Linked DNA regions of Mus musculus: regions 1, 2 and 3 are each linked to region 4. Evidence: chromatin contacts called from public Hi-C, HiChIP or PLAC-seq and promoter capture Hi-C data. All regions are on one chromosome and are shown on one strand. The core of a region is the stretch at or near the end of the contact, and the rest is flanking DNA. Distances in the headings are between cores, read along the strand shown.

Region 1 (2,959 bases), core at 107-2,606, 140 kb after region 4:
GGACTGACCCATATGTGATCTAACTGGGGACTCCAGGATTAAGTTCAGAACATGAAGCCACAGAGTCAGCTTGTGCACACGATCTACATCAGCAGTGTGTTCCATAAGACAGAAGTCTTCCTTCAGAAGCAACACATGCTGAAACCATTCTCTCTTACCTCCCCTGGTGGAAAGCAGAAACTGCATTTTCTCATGTACAACTCTTGTTCTAATGCGTGACATTGAACGTGGACTAACTTAACAGGTCAGAGAGATATACTCTGTTCATTTTTAATGGTCCTAAATGGCTCAGTCTCTGCTACCTCTCCCACAGAGGATGGATAGAGTCTCAGGGAGTGATTTCATGGTGTCTGTCCAGGCTGATGATACACTGCAAGTGAGGAGTGTGTTTTGGGCCAATCTTTTCATTCCCTCAAAGGAAGCCACATCAAAATTTCAAGCCAGTCAACCTATGTTGCCTCTGAAAGTGAAGCTTGTGTTTGCTGTGCAGAGAGCTATCTTATAAGCTTCCATCAGAAGGGTTTTTAGAAGACACACAACAGAACAGTGTTGAATCTTCACAGTTCCTGCAACTAACCATTGATGGTGAATCTACTTGCTTTGACATCTCTCAATATATCATAGTCTACTTACATCATAGAAACTGGGATTTTTGAGTTGTAATTTGAGAATCTTATTTTTAATGCTTAGTTAGAAAAAGTCTCTTTTAAATACAGCCTCTACATACAAATGTAATAAATAAATACGCATTTATGTGATAATAACTACCAATTCACAAAAGAGAGCTTATTCTTTCATGTGTCCAGTGATATTCGGAAGGACAGCTGCTTCCTTTTACTTTTATTAGTTTTAGCTCTTGGGAAATAAACACCCTCATAGAAGCAGGGCCTGGGGGTTGGATAGGGGGTTTGTGCAGGGGAAACCAGGAAGGGGAATAACATTTGAAATGTAAATAAATAAAATAACCAATAAAAATTAAAAACAAGCAAGCAAACAAACAGAAGAGAAATAAAAACTTCCAAATGAAAGTTTGGTGTGAGATTCTTGGTCTTTCTTATCTTAGTATATGAAATATTTGCATGTGGATCACTTCCAGACAATATATTTCTTTTGTCTTTGCAAGGATACTTGCAAAACCTTAACTTCAATAAGAAAAAACAAAACAAACAAAACCCCCAACACCTTTACTTTCAGTTCTTTCTGTGTGCCTGTTAGTCCCCCACAGGTTTCAACAAAGCCTCAAGTAATTGTAGTGTTGATTGACAAATATCCCATGAGGACTAGCTAAGCTCCCCACCCTGCCAGCCCTGAGTCTGGCTGTGGTGATGAGTTACTCAGAAACACAGCATATGGGCTTTAGCAGTTCTTAGGATTTCCCTGAGGGAACTTTGAGAGCAGGTGAACTAGTAGGGTGTGACAGTTCTGTCAGCACAGGTGACTCAGCATTAAATCACCTGCCCTGACGTAATCCCCTGACTTCTGAGAGGTCCCTAAATTATTCATGCCTCTAAGCAAGCAATTCCAGGAGATACTCCTGACCTAACATGTCAGCAGGATACATGACTATCAAGACCCTGTGTTCTGTTTGTAGGTTTTTGGGAGTGCATGATGTGAAAAAGAGTCTTCTGGACATGAATTTGTTTTTGTTTTGTTTTGTTTGTTTGTTTGTTTTTTTCTTTTTAAATTACTCTTTGGAGCATCATTTAGAGAAGAAAAACCTCTAACCAATTATCATGCATAACAAACACTAAATTGGTATCCCCAATGGAATGGGCACAAAGGGTCAGATAATGAATCATGCATAGGGAACAGAAGGGAAGAAAGTAAGATCAGGTCCAGTGGGATGAGAACATTCACCCTTGGCTCCCCTGTCGCTGAGTGAACACTTGGTGGCACTCTGGGGAGGTTTAGGAGATTCATGAAGCCTTCCAGAAGGAAGGATATAACTAAGGGTAGGCTTTGAGAGTTTAATGACTCTGCCCTACTTTCAGTTTCCCTCTCCATCTCCTCTCTCCCCTCCCCCTCCTTCTCCCTCTGCTTAAGCCACATGCCTGTGGTTTAATATGCGAGCTCTCAAACATCTGCCCCAGCCACCAAGACTGGTCCTTGTTACCTTCCCTGAGCTCCACCATCATGGTGTTCTAGAACTCTAAACTCTTTCTCAAGTTGTCCTTGATCCTGGTGTTTTATTAAAGCACAAGGAAAGGAACTAATACAGCACGGAGCTAGAACTGTATTTGATTATTTAGGAAAGGGCATTTTAATACCTACTTAACATTTTAAGTAGATATGAGGAATTAAGGAGGTTACTGAAATCAATAGAGAAGCAACATACTAAAAATTCTAAGAGGCTTCTTGGGGAGATTCAGGTCACCATGACAATCTGGAATGGGCCTTATTTATTTATCTATTTATTTATTTATTATATGTAAGTACACTGTAGTTGTCTTCAGACACACCAGAAGAGAGCCTCAGATCTTGTTACGGATGGTTGTGAGCCACCATGTGGTTGCTGGGACTTGAACACTGGACCTTTGGAAGAGCAGTCGGGTACTCTTACCCACTGAGCCATCTCACCAGCCCCCTGGAATGGGCCTCTTAGTGGAGGACTCAGTAGTCTTTTTTAACTCTTCCCAAAGATCCCTGTCTCTTGATTATCATTCATCCCCTGGAGCTTGCTTCCCAATGACTTATATAGTCAACTAAAGTACACAAAAAGCCATAGAATGCACATGATGTTTCTGTCTTGCTCAAGACTCTCTTTTGTCTTCTTAGTTCGTAATTTGCTGAAGCAACTGCTGTCCTAGAGGAGCCAGCATCCCACAATGTAGTCAAGGGCCATCAGAAATGAATTTTAGAACAAGTATGGTACCTGGGCAGCAGAGCCTCCTCTAAAAAGCCCTTTCATAACACCAACTCTGCTGATGTTGAGTAGGTGTTGGGTAGGTAGTTTACAATC
Region 2 (3,112 bases), core at 457-2,956, 190 kb before region 4:
AGAGGGGGGCACAGTAGTGTCCTGTTCTCAAAGGCATCTTCATTCTCAGTATTGTACTTTTCCCAGGAAGTGGAAAGGGCTCAGGTCCAATAAGACAGAGCTGTGAAGAAAACCGTAGAGAAACCACCGCTATGCTCAGGGCAGCTGGTTTTCTGGGGTCAACTGGATGCACAAGCCTCACTCTCTGGCTTGAAGCGAGGCTAACGGGTGTCACCAACATTTTTGCTTCCCATAAGGAGCCTGAGACTCCAAGTGCCATTCAAGGCAGAGCTCACTGAGGTTGTGTGTGTTTGGAAAGCCCGTGGCTTGCAGTCTTCCCAGGTTCTGTGTCTTCCTTTCTCACTGTCACCTCAAGTCTCTCCCGCATCCACTCATAGGGAGAAGGGAACTCTTGGTGGTTCTGGGAACCATAGAAATGGGACCCCTGAGATTTGTGGGTTTATAGGAGATGTAGAGTGAGATTAGGCTGTGTGGCTAGAGACTGCCAGTGTGGAATCAAACATTTCCTAGGGCCTACAAAACTCAGCTTTGTGACCCCATTGGAATAATGTGTGAGAAGGAAACCAGCCCAGAACAAAATCCTTGGTTCCCTTCCTTGCCTCCAGAAGAGCATCAGTTCCTTTAGTTTTTTCAGTTTCACAGGCCTTTAATTGTTACCTCCAGCCATGGCAGTTTCCAGCATGAAGCAGAGGACCAGGTATAGTACAGTAGTGTTCTGTCCTCCATGAATTTTGTTTGGCAGTGACATGTGGCCTCGGTTCCTCTTTCTTTTGCTCACCTTATGGTCTGACAATGGTCTGACTCTTGATTTCCCCATATACTAAACACAGTCAATACTTATGTTTGACCTGCCAAAGACCAGAGTGAGTAGTATTTCAGGTAAAGAACTTGTCAGACTACTTGGTGGAATAGTGAGAGAGGCCATGGAACAGCATCCCCGAAACAGTAGAGCACAGCAGGTGTGGATGGGTGCATTTGCTCCTTCACTGGACAGGCACCTGTTATTTGGTAAAGAATCCTGAGTTTGAATCAGATGTGCCCTAATGTTAAGGATTTGTAGCTCTGCCTCTGATCTCAGGGAAGGATGCCTCTTCTTCATCCCCTTCTTCCCCTTCTCCCTCTCCCCCTCCCCTCCCTCTCCCTCTCCCCCTCCCCTCCCTCTCCCTCTCCCCCTCCTCTCCCTCTTCCTCTTCCCCTCCCCCTCTTCCTCTTCCCCTCCCCCTCCCCCCATCCTCTCCCCTATCCTTCCCCCTCTCCTCCTCCCTCTCCCCCATTTCTCTCCCCCTCCCCCTTTCTCTCCTCTTCCCCCTCCCCTCCCCTCCCCTCTCCCCCTCCCCTCCCCTCCTCCTCCTCCTTCATGAAATGTGTCTGTGGGGATCTCTCTTTAATCTTCCAGATCCAGGGGCCATCACAGTAGTGATGTAAGATTTGTCTACAAGAGTGATTTTATCAGACATTACAGGGGTCCATCATCATCAGGCCTGTTGGGATCACTGTATTGCCTTGAGACTGGTTAGTGGGTTGTAGCACTCCCTCTTTTATGATGCTTTGTTCTGGCTCTTAAATCCCCATCAAAACCTGCTCCTGCAGCTGAAGTGGTTAGTTCTGAGTTGGCATCACAGGGTTAATGTAGGTCTGTTCCACAGTGAATGAAAGCAGTGTGAGTCAGCTCTCAGACATCCTCTCCGTCCTTCTGCACTTTAGCAGTTTCTGATATTCTATTTCCTCACTTTGTTTCAGAAACAGAGAATGTTGATTCACCATGCAGTAGAACACGTCTGACGCGTCAATATCTGAATGGCCTGTGACAGTGTGGTTGTCTTGGCAATAGCAGTGACCACCCACGGTAAACATCTGGAGGGCGAAGTGAGACTCACCCAAATGGATAGGTTTTGACTGGAATTGCAAGCAGGTCAAGGCTAGTGCAATAGAGGGAGCACACGTAGATAGACATGGATACATGGTCAGACTCATGGAGGGACTTGATTGTGGGCAAGTTCAGAGCAATCTTAGGCTCAGTGGAAACAGAGACAGTAGTCTAGCCTACCACCAACCTTAATTAAAGTGCTTTAAGACAAAGCATTCAAATCTTTTTCCTGTAGCAATCTACAGGGTTGGAACTAGTTCTTTGGTGCCCTTATTTGCCCTAAGTTCAGCAGGCATAGGGGTTTTGTGGTTATTTTAGTCTTGGCAGCAGGAATGAGGCCCCAGAAGTGGGGTCAGTACTTCTGGGCAATTGCATTGCAGTGCATGTGTCTGTAGCTTGGCCCCTTTTTAGAGGAGGTTGGTCGGTGTTAAGAGAGAGGGAGGAGCAGAACCCTGTCCCTGTGATGGTCACCATCATTTGGGAAGGCTGTATCCACCCTGCATGGTCCCAGTGATCTGGTTAAACTGCAGTGCTAATTGCAGTGAACTGGATGTGGCTCCTTCACTTCGATATCTTCTGTGCTTGGCTTTCTAACTTGGCTGGACTTCTGGAAGTTCCGTAGGAACATGTGCCTTGCTGGGTGGATATGGAAGTGTGTGAGCCGCCATCTTCATTTGGAGCTCTCTGCCAAGTGCTGGAGGACTTTGGAAGGGATCAGCTTTGGTGGGGCTCAAGGGGCTGTTCCAGACTGTCCAGGACCCAGCCCCAAGTTGACAGCTATGAAACCAGGTCCCATGGTGGTTCGAAGGACAACATGTTCACACTGCTCTGTATATCCTCATAGCTGGGCAGCTCTTTCTCGATTGCACTCTGATGGGGTTGTCCACACCGTCCTTGCTTCCTCTGCCTTCTGTGGCCCTCCCTGTGCTGTTTCACTTTTGTGATTCCTTTGTTTCCCCATGTTGGTGTTCAGTAAGAAAATAAAATTGAGGGGTGTTGAAGAGCTGAGGTGTTTGGCACCACAATGGAGGCGAGGGCCCATGGGAGAGCCCCAGATGAGGATGTTGAAAGGCTGTGTGGGCTAGTGGCTCTCCAGGAATCCCGATGAAAGGGGCCCTGAGTTGGGAGCCCTTAGGTTTGCCTCAGTTGATTGGGCAGACATTCAGCACAGCACCCTGCCCCTCTGTGGCCTTTCATGTGAATTAGAAAGAGCCCGCAGAGGCCTGAGTGCCTGACCACTCTGAT
Region 3 (2,884 bases), core at 218-2,717, 210 kb before region 4:
GGAACGAAGGATGCCCTTAGAGTGACTGCCTGCTTGGTAGGGCTTGCAGCAGGAGAGGTAACTGTTAAACGTTTGCATTTTTCTCATTGGCGCTGTCGCTGTCCCCACTGCTGCTGCTGCTGCACCTAGGTCGAATTAGAAAGAGTAACATTCCTGGGTCGTACTTCGCATTTCTAGTCTCTGCTTTGGCAGGGAACCGGCCTGAGTCTGCATCCTCTGCACCAAATGCAGTCTCTGAATCTGGAAGGCGCTGCTGCAGAGCATAGGATGGCGCCTATGGGGCCCGAACCGGGCTCAAACCTTTTTGCAGCTCCTGGTGACACTGAGCAGTTTTGAACTTTAGGTTTCACAGTTTCAAAGACACCAGTGCTCTTAATTTCATCTCGTTAGTTTTTGGATAAATTGGGACACAATCCTGCGTTGCCAATTAGCCCGTGCAAATGATAGGATGTTTCAAGACAGGTACTGTTTCCAACAGCGTGGCTGCCTGCAAATACCTTCATGGTCCGGATCCAACCCGGGATTCCTACACTCAAGCTTCCCTGGGATAGACGCGCTCCTTCCCAATTTATGAGGAATGAAAACCCAGGTCAACAGCTGGGTTACACAGACCTAAACCTGGGTATCCCCGCTCAGCGAGGAGACTCTCCAGTGACTGGGATCTGTCCACTGGCAGTCTCCCTTGCTACCCGCTCGTCCTGGCACTGAATTCTACCTATTTTCACAGAGCGCATTTTGCAACTTATAAGAAAAGCTGTACTTTGAGAACCAAGCAAGAGGAAAAATGGGTTCAGTGCCTCACTCCGCCTCCCAGGGTCCATTTTCCAACCTTCAATATGAGCCAAGACAAACATCTGAAGATACACTCCCTGCCACCCTCGTCGGGTCCCAGGGAGTTGCGCGTGGCGCACGTGGCAGGGACAGCTTACCTGGAGCAGGTTGGGAGGGGAGGTAGGTGCTTAGGCTGCCTGCAGCGCTGGCGTTGGCGCAGAACCCGCGGCCATTCAGCAGCGCCCTCAGCGGGTACTGCTCCGCGGGCCGCGGCTGGCAGCGGAGGCCGGTGCCACAGCGCTCCGTGTAGACGCCGCACGCGTCGCCTTCGCGCAGCGCGCAAGTCAGGCAGCAGCCGCAGCCGGGCTCTCGCACCAGCTCCGTGCACGCGGGCGCGGTGGGCGGAGGCGCGCACTGGGACAGCGCACGCGCGTCGCACGGTTCGCAGCGCACCACGGGGCCCGCGCCCACCGCGCCCGCGCCAGCTCGCGCCACCGGCGGTCCGCGGAGCAGAGTGAGGGCAGTGAGCGCAGCCGCCCAGAGCGCGGGGCGCGCGGGATGCATGGCGCCGGGTGGACGGCTCGGTGGAGGGGAGCGGAGTGGAGCACGCGGGATGAGGCGGCGGGATGAGGCGGCGGGATGGGAGCAGCGAGCAAGCAGGTCCTCAGCGCCCAGTCGCCGCTCTAAGCTCGCATCTGGGCAGCCCGGGCGCGCAGGCCGATATATAGAAGCCGGGGTGGCGGAGGACACGCCCCGGAACGGCGAGGGTGGGGGGTGGGCCGGCGCAGGCTCCGCTCCGGGGCCCGCGCCTCCCGACGAAGCGGGAACGAGGACGGGGGCGCGCTGCGCGCGTCTTCACCGGGCACCTGCTCTCTGTGCGCACGCCCTGTATCAGGGCCACCTCTTCACGGGTAACCACAGGCGCTCCAGGCCACCTTGCGTCTCTAGAGTCCCAGCCACTCCAGGGACTCTGGTCTTCTCTTCCTTCAATGACTCCCAGCCAATTTGGCGTCCCGGACCCTATAGCCCCTCCCCCTGGATGGCTGGCTAAGCTGGCCTTTCCAGGGATGGTTTATGTTTGGGAAGCTGGCCCGGACCCATTCAGCGCCTGTGTACTTTGTAAAGTTCCCGCAATGGAATTCCTCGTGTAGGGTATGCTGTATTAGGCATTTCCCAGCGAGAACGCGCAGATCACTTTGAGGTCTGGAGAACCTTAGAGCTCGAGGTTTAAATCTGCACCACGGGCCACTTTAGCTCCCAGAGTCTCAGCACCGCACAACCTCACGCTGACAGCTATGGGCGCAAAGGATTTGCTTTTCAAGGAGGTAGGGACTCAAAATACTCAAATACGTCGTTGCACTTTCCCAGATAGGAGTGAGGACAGTTTTTTTCTTTTTAAAGATGAGAAGTTCCTCTAGTTCTTGTTTGGGAGAATCTTTTTAGCGGACGCATCTGCGTTAAAATAACTACTGAGACACTGAAGCATGCATGATTAGTAGCCAAGCAGCCCTTAAAATGAATACTGTTCACAACGAGTTTTAGTCATCGTTGGACCCCTATACCAACTTCTGATGTGCTCCAGTGCAGACTGGAGTTCTTGCTAATCCGTTCATTCTGACTTGAAATCCAGGCGCAATAGCGCAGCTATTGAGTTCTTTTGTACGAGTCTCTCCAAAGTCTGCACGCTCCTCCTATAGGTGACCAACAGAGGACGCTGGTGGTCCAGAATTGAATCGACAGACTTCGCGGTTTATTTATTTATTTAAAACAATTCGTGGATGAGTGGTGGGAACTTGAGAGACCGACTTGGAAGGAGACTTTCCTGGATACTCTTGAGTTGTTTACCATAGGCTGGGGAGATTGTCTTTGGGGAGATCTGTGCAATTTTATGCAGGAAGCAAATTAAGACGACTTCCCCCACATATCCCTCCGTCTATCATGTATATCTTATCTGGTGAAGTGGACATTCATCCACCCGTGTGTCTTTACATCTCCCTGTATCTGTGGCTCTCTCTACAAATTTATATCCCCTTTAAAAAAATTATGTCTTAATTTTAGTAAAATTTAGTTCTCCCTTATTTGATACTATAAATAAGAATGATAAAATTTTGGA
Region 4 (2,923 bases), core at 390-2,889:
AACAAGAAAAAAAGAGTCCTTAAAGGAATGGGACCTCTTTCAAAGATCAGGAAAATGCTATAATTATTCTCCTGGAGGCTGAATTTCTTTTATGCTTATAAGGAATTCTATCTCTTTAATAATGTTTTCTTTTGATCATTTCTTTGATGCAAGAATCAGTTTTCATTAAATAAAATAATGGTATTTTCAGTTTGCACAGTCATTTTGTTGGAGGGATTTTTTTTTTTTTTTTTTTTAGGACTAAAGAACAAGAAGTGAAAAAGAAGTCCAGTCAAGCAGCTCGCACCTGTAGCTCCACACTTGGGAGGCAGAGGCCGAAGGATTGCTGCGAGTGTGAGATTAACCTTCCACGGTGAGTTCCAAGCCAGCAAGAGCTACATAGAATGACCTTATCTTCAAAACCAAAAAGCAACAATGACAGGAGAGACAGACAGAGACAGAGACACAGAGAGGCATACTTCACTTCATGGCTTACATAAATAGCAAATAAGAATTTGGGGATTTTTACCTTCCTAGAATTAAAGTGATTTCACAGCTTCAAATAAACAAAACTGAAGATTCCTTCAACCAAAATGGTAAAAGAGTCAGGAGTTGTAAAGGCAGAGAACTATACATCTCAGTTTGCTGATAGTCACAGTTAATGCCAATCTCAACAGGACTATTTGTTTCATGACATTTACTTTGGTAACGATAGACACTGATACACTCTCAGAGAGACAATTGTCTATGTTTTCTCTCATCTGAGGTTCTGGGTAAATAAAATCATGTTTGTAACTATGTATGAAATAAAAATAGAAATAAAACTGCCTAAGGGAACAAAGTAGACTAAAGAGAGGGGAGAGAAGGTGAGGGCAGTGGGATACAGGGTGAAGACATACATATCCAGAATTTCTTAAAAATAAACTACACACACACACACACACACACACACACACACACGAATGAGGAACACAGGTACTAACTGAGTAGCAATGTGTAAAATTCAGGGATGTCAGCCAGACCTCTTCATGTAATGGCATGTGCTTTGTTTCAGCATTGAATCAGAACCCGATGCCTTTCTACAAACACCAGCAGAAACTACGCGAGCATCCTTTTCGTGTAAAGCAGAGCAGGTTCCTTTTCATTAGCTCTTAACTCATCAGGAGTCTGCGGACAGTCCTGTTCTCTCTTGGGACTCGTTGGGAACACTGTATTCACAAGGGGGCCCCTTTAAAGGGAGCCTTTCACACTGGAGAGCAGAAAGCAGGGGCAGCGCCAGGCTTCTAAGTTTTCTGCACTGGGTTGTGTGCACCTTGGGTTGTGCAAAAGGCAGAGCCCTCTGCCTTGGATAACCCACACAATGTAGATAGAGCTATCCTGATGCTAATGACTGCAGTAAACTCAGTTCTCGGCACTTACATTTCTATCTCGGTTTCTCCCCGGGAGTAGACGCCTGATTAACTGGGTGGCTCCCGCTGAATGCTGAGTGATTAGCATATCCCCAGGAGCTTTTGCACAGAACAGGGTTGGATGTGGGCCTCCTGATTGACCTCTTGTAGCACAGTGACTCAGCAGTCACAAGGCACCTCTCCTACTGCATTCCACAAAGTGCAAGGAGGATTCAAGAATTACTGGGCGACTCAGGGGTATTTTCCAGTCTGCACAGCATCACTGTTGAAACTTGTGGGTTCCATCTTGGCCTGGATTAGCTATGACACAGAGCTATGACTTACTGCCCAGAGTGATGTGTGTGTTACCCACAGCTTCAGGTAGGAGTCAGCCTGACTCAGGCCTTGGCAGGTGCCAGGATCTCTCTGCTCCTGTCTATGCAGCAACTGGCAATTTAGCAGCAGTGCCAGAAGAGATACGCTATCTGAGAACATTAGGGGACCTGTCACTTCTCACAGCTCAGGGTTGCTGGAGGATGGAGTTGTTGACCCTGATCAAAAACACCTGCCGCTCCTTCAGTTCAGTTCCTCTGAGGTGAAGGTGAGTCACAGAGAAGTTTCAGGTTTCAGCTGGTGAGGGATCACGCAGGCATCAGGCGTCATCTCCCAGAGCTGAAAGAGACCTGGGGCACCAGAATGCAAATCTTTCCAGATGTCAGCATCCCTCTGTGGCATCTTGCCAGGCCGTGCCTCCATGCTTACTTTAAACATAGGTGCAGAGCCTGATAAAACTGTAGCTGATGGTGATTTACCACCAATTCAACTCTAGGGTACCTCATAGATGTAGAGTCTAGAATTGGTGATGCAACCATGGGTTCCCACCTGGTGCCTGTGACTTATCTGAGAAGTCCACTACATGGTTCATGTTTATCCACCTTATGGCCAGAGTGGCCAGAGGGAGCAAATGTCCTAGTTTTTGTTGTACCCTCTACTTAGGTGTGGTTGATGTGTAAGAGCTACACACTGCCTTCCCAGTGTCCTAAATACCCTCTCAGAGAAAGAAAACATGATTCCTTCTGGGTGGAAAGGAAGGTATATGTTTTTCGAGTCACACATGCCCCTTTGCCTGAGTTTCTTCAATTGTGGACCAGTTTTGACATCCGGGCTTGTCCTTGGTCAATTCTCTAAGAGGAGACCTATGGGATAAGAGATTTCACAAGACCTTGTTCTCAGAGGAAATCAGTAAAGAACTTAAAGAGGGTAGCAAGATGGGTCAAGCAAAATTCAGTCAAAGATGCAGACCAATGATCCAGGGGAAACTGGGACGGAACACAGTCAGCACGGGTTGGCTCTCAGTGCAAGAAACTGGGCTCCTGTGTCTTCATGGAGTCAGGCTTGTCCTTGGTCAGTTGTCTAAGAGCAGACCAATGGGATAAGAGATTTCACAAGGATTTGTTCTGAGAGGAAATTAGTAAAGGAAGACCAGGAAATTCAAAGACCTGAATCCCTGGTCCTCTGCCTCAGATAGGAAAGGGTTCCAGCAGTAGATGGACCTG

The links. Promoter capture Hi-C pulls out the DNA fragments that hold promoters and counts their contacts. Hi-C and Micro-C count contacts between places; a contact is called where the count stands out from the background. HiChIP or PLAC-seq counts read pairs in DNA pulled down with a chosen protein or histone mark.
Region 1: a Hi-C map of uterus shows a contact between it and region 4, with 1.5 times the contacts expected there. The contact joins two enhancer-like sites. A contact is called at or near these places in 5 of 484 Hi-C or Micro-C datasets (Sertoli cells, embryonic fibroblasts, uterus and 1 more) and 1 of 115 datasets of contacts at active chromatin or transcription factors (embryonic stem cells).
Region 2: a contact with region 4 is called in a FOXA1 HiChIP or PLAC-seq map of pancreatic cancer cells. The contact joins two enhancer-like sites. A contact is called at or near these places in 1 of 15 datasets of contacts at CTCF or cohesin (the NIH/3T3 cell line), 3 of 484 Hi-C or Micro-C datasets (the AtT-20 cell line, cerebellar granule neurons and nephron progenitors), 3 of 115 datasets of contacts at active chromatin or transcription factors (embryonic stem cells and pancreatic cancer cells) and 1 of 9 other capture datasets (embryonic stem cells).
Region 3: a contact with region 4 is called in a promoter capture Hi-C map of embryonic stem cells, with 5 times the contacts expected there. The contact joins the promoter of Igfbp3 here to the enhancer-like site in region 4. A contact is called at or near these places in 15 of 39 promoter capture datasets (the 3T3-L1 cell line, 3T3-L1-derived adipocytes, HPC-7-derived erythroid cells and 6 more), 2 of 15 datasets of contacts at CTCF or cohesin (embryonic stem cells and stem cell-derived epiblast-like cells), 13 of 484 Hi-C or Micro-C datasets (the 3T3-L1 cell line, the AtT-20 cell line, adipose-derived mesenchymal stem cells and 7 more), 12 of 115 datasets of contacts at active chromatin or transcription factors (embryonic stem cells, epiblast stem cells, fibro-adipogenic progenitors and 1 more) and 1 of 9 other capture datasets (adipose tissue).

The regions. Positions count from the first base shown.
Region 1 is chr11:7,560,250-7,563,208 of GRCm38.p6, forward strand. No RefSeq gene overlaps it. Among named protein-coding and RNA genes, the nearest start is that of Gm36720, 130 kb to the left of the region's middle. Within about 2 kb of position 1,357, at least 17 of the 459 cell types and tissues checked have an H3K27ac peak or open chromatin away from gene starts, as enhancers often do. A contact at or near this core is called in uterus, where this site is marked.
Region 2 is chr11:7,236,180-7,239,291 of GRCm38.p6, forward strand. It overlaps Gm36565 (a long non-coding RNA gene), which reads left to right. Exons shown (of 5, transcript XR_872239.3): 3 at 1,741-1,846. Among named protein-coding and RNA genes, the nearest start is that of Gm36565, 21 kb to the left of the region's middle. Within about 2 kb of position 1,707, at least 57 of the 459 cell types and tissues checked have an H3K27ac peak or open chromatin away from gene starts, as enhancers often do. A contact at or near this core is called in the NIH/3T3 cell line and pancreatic cancer cells, where this site is marked.
Region 3 is chr11:7,212,456-7,215,339 of GRCm38.p6, forward strand. Igfbp3 (insulin-like growth factor binding protein 3) reads right to left here and starts at 1,468. Exons shown (of 5, transcript NM_008343.2): 1 at 930-1,468. The coding sequence starts at 1,335.
Region 4 is chr11:7,422,247-7,425,169 of GRCm38.p6, forward strand. It overlaps Gm36653 (a long non-coding RNA gene), which reads left to right. Exons shown (of 4, transcript XR_381034.2): 3 at 239-352; 4 at 1,034-1,086. Among named protein-coding and RNA genes, the nearest start is that of Gm36720, 5.2 kb to the right of the region's middle. Within about 2 kb of position 1,640, at least 105 of the 459 cell types and tissues checked have an H3K27ac peak or open chromatin away from gene starts, as enhancers often do. A contact at or near this core is called in the AtT-20 cell line, the NIH/3T3 cell line, adipose-derived mesenchymal stem cells and 8 more, where this site is marked.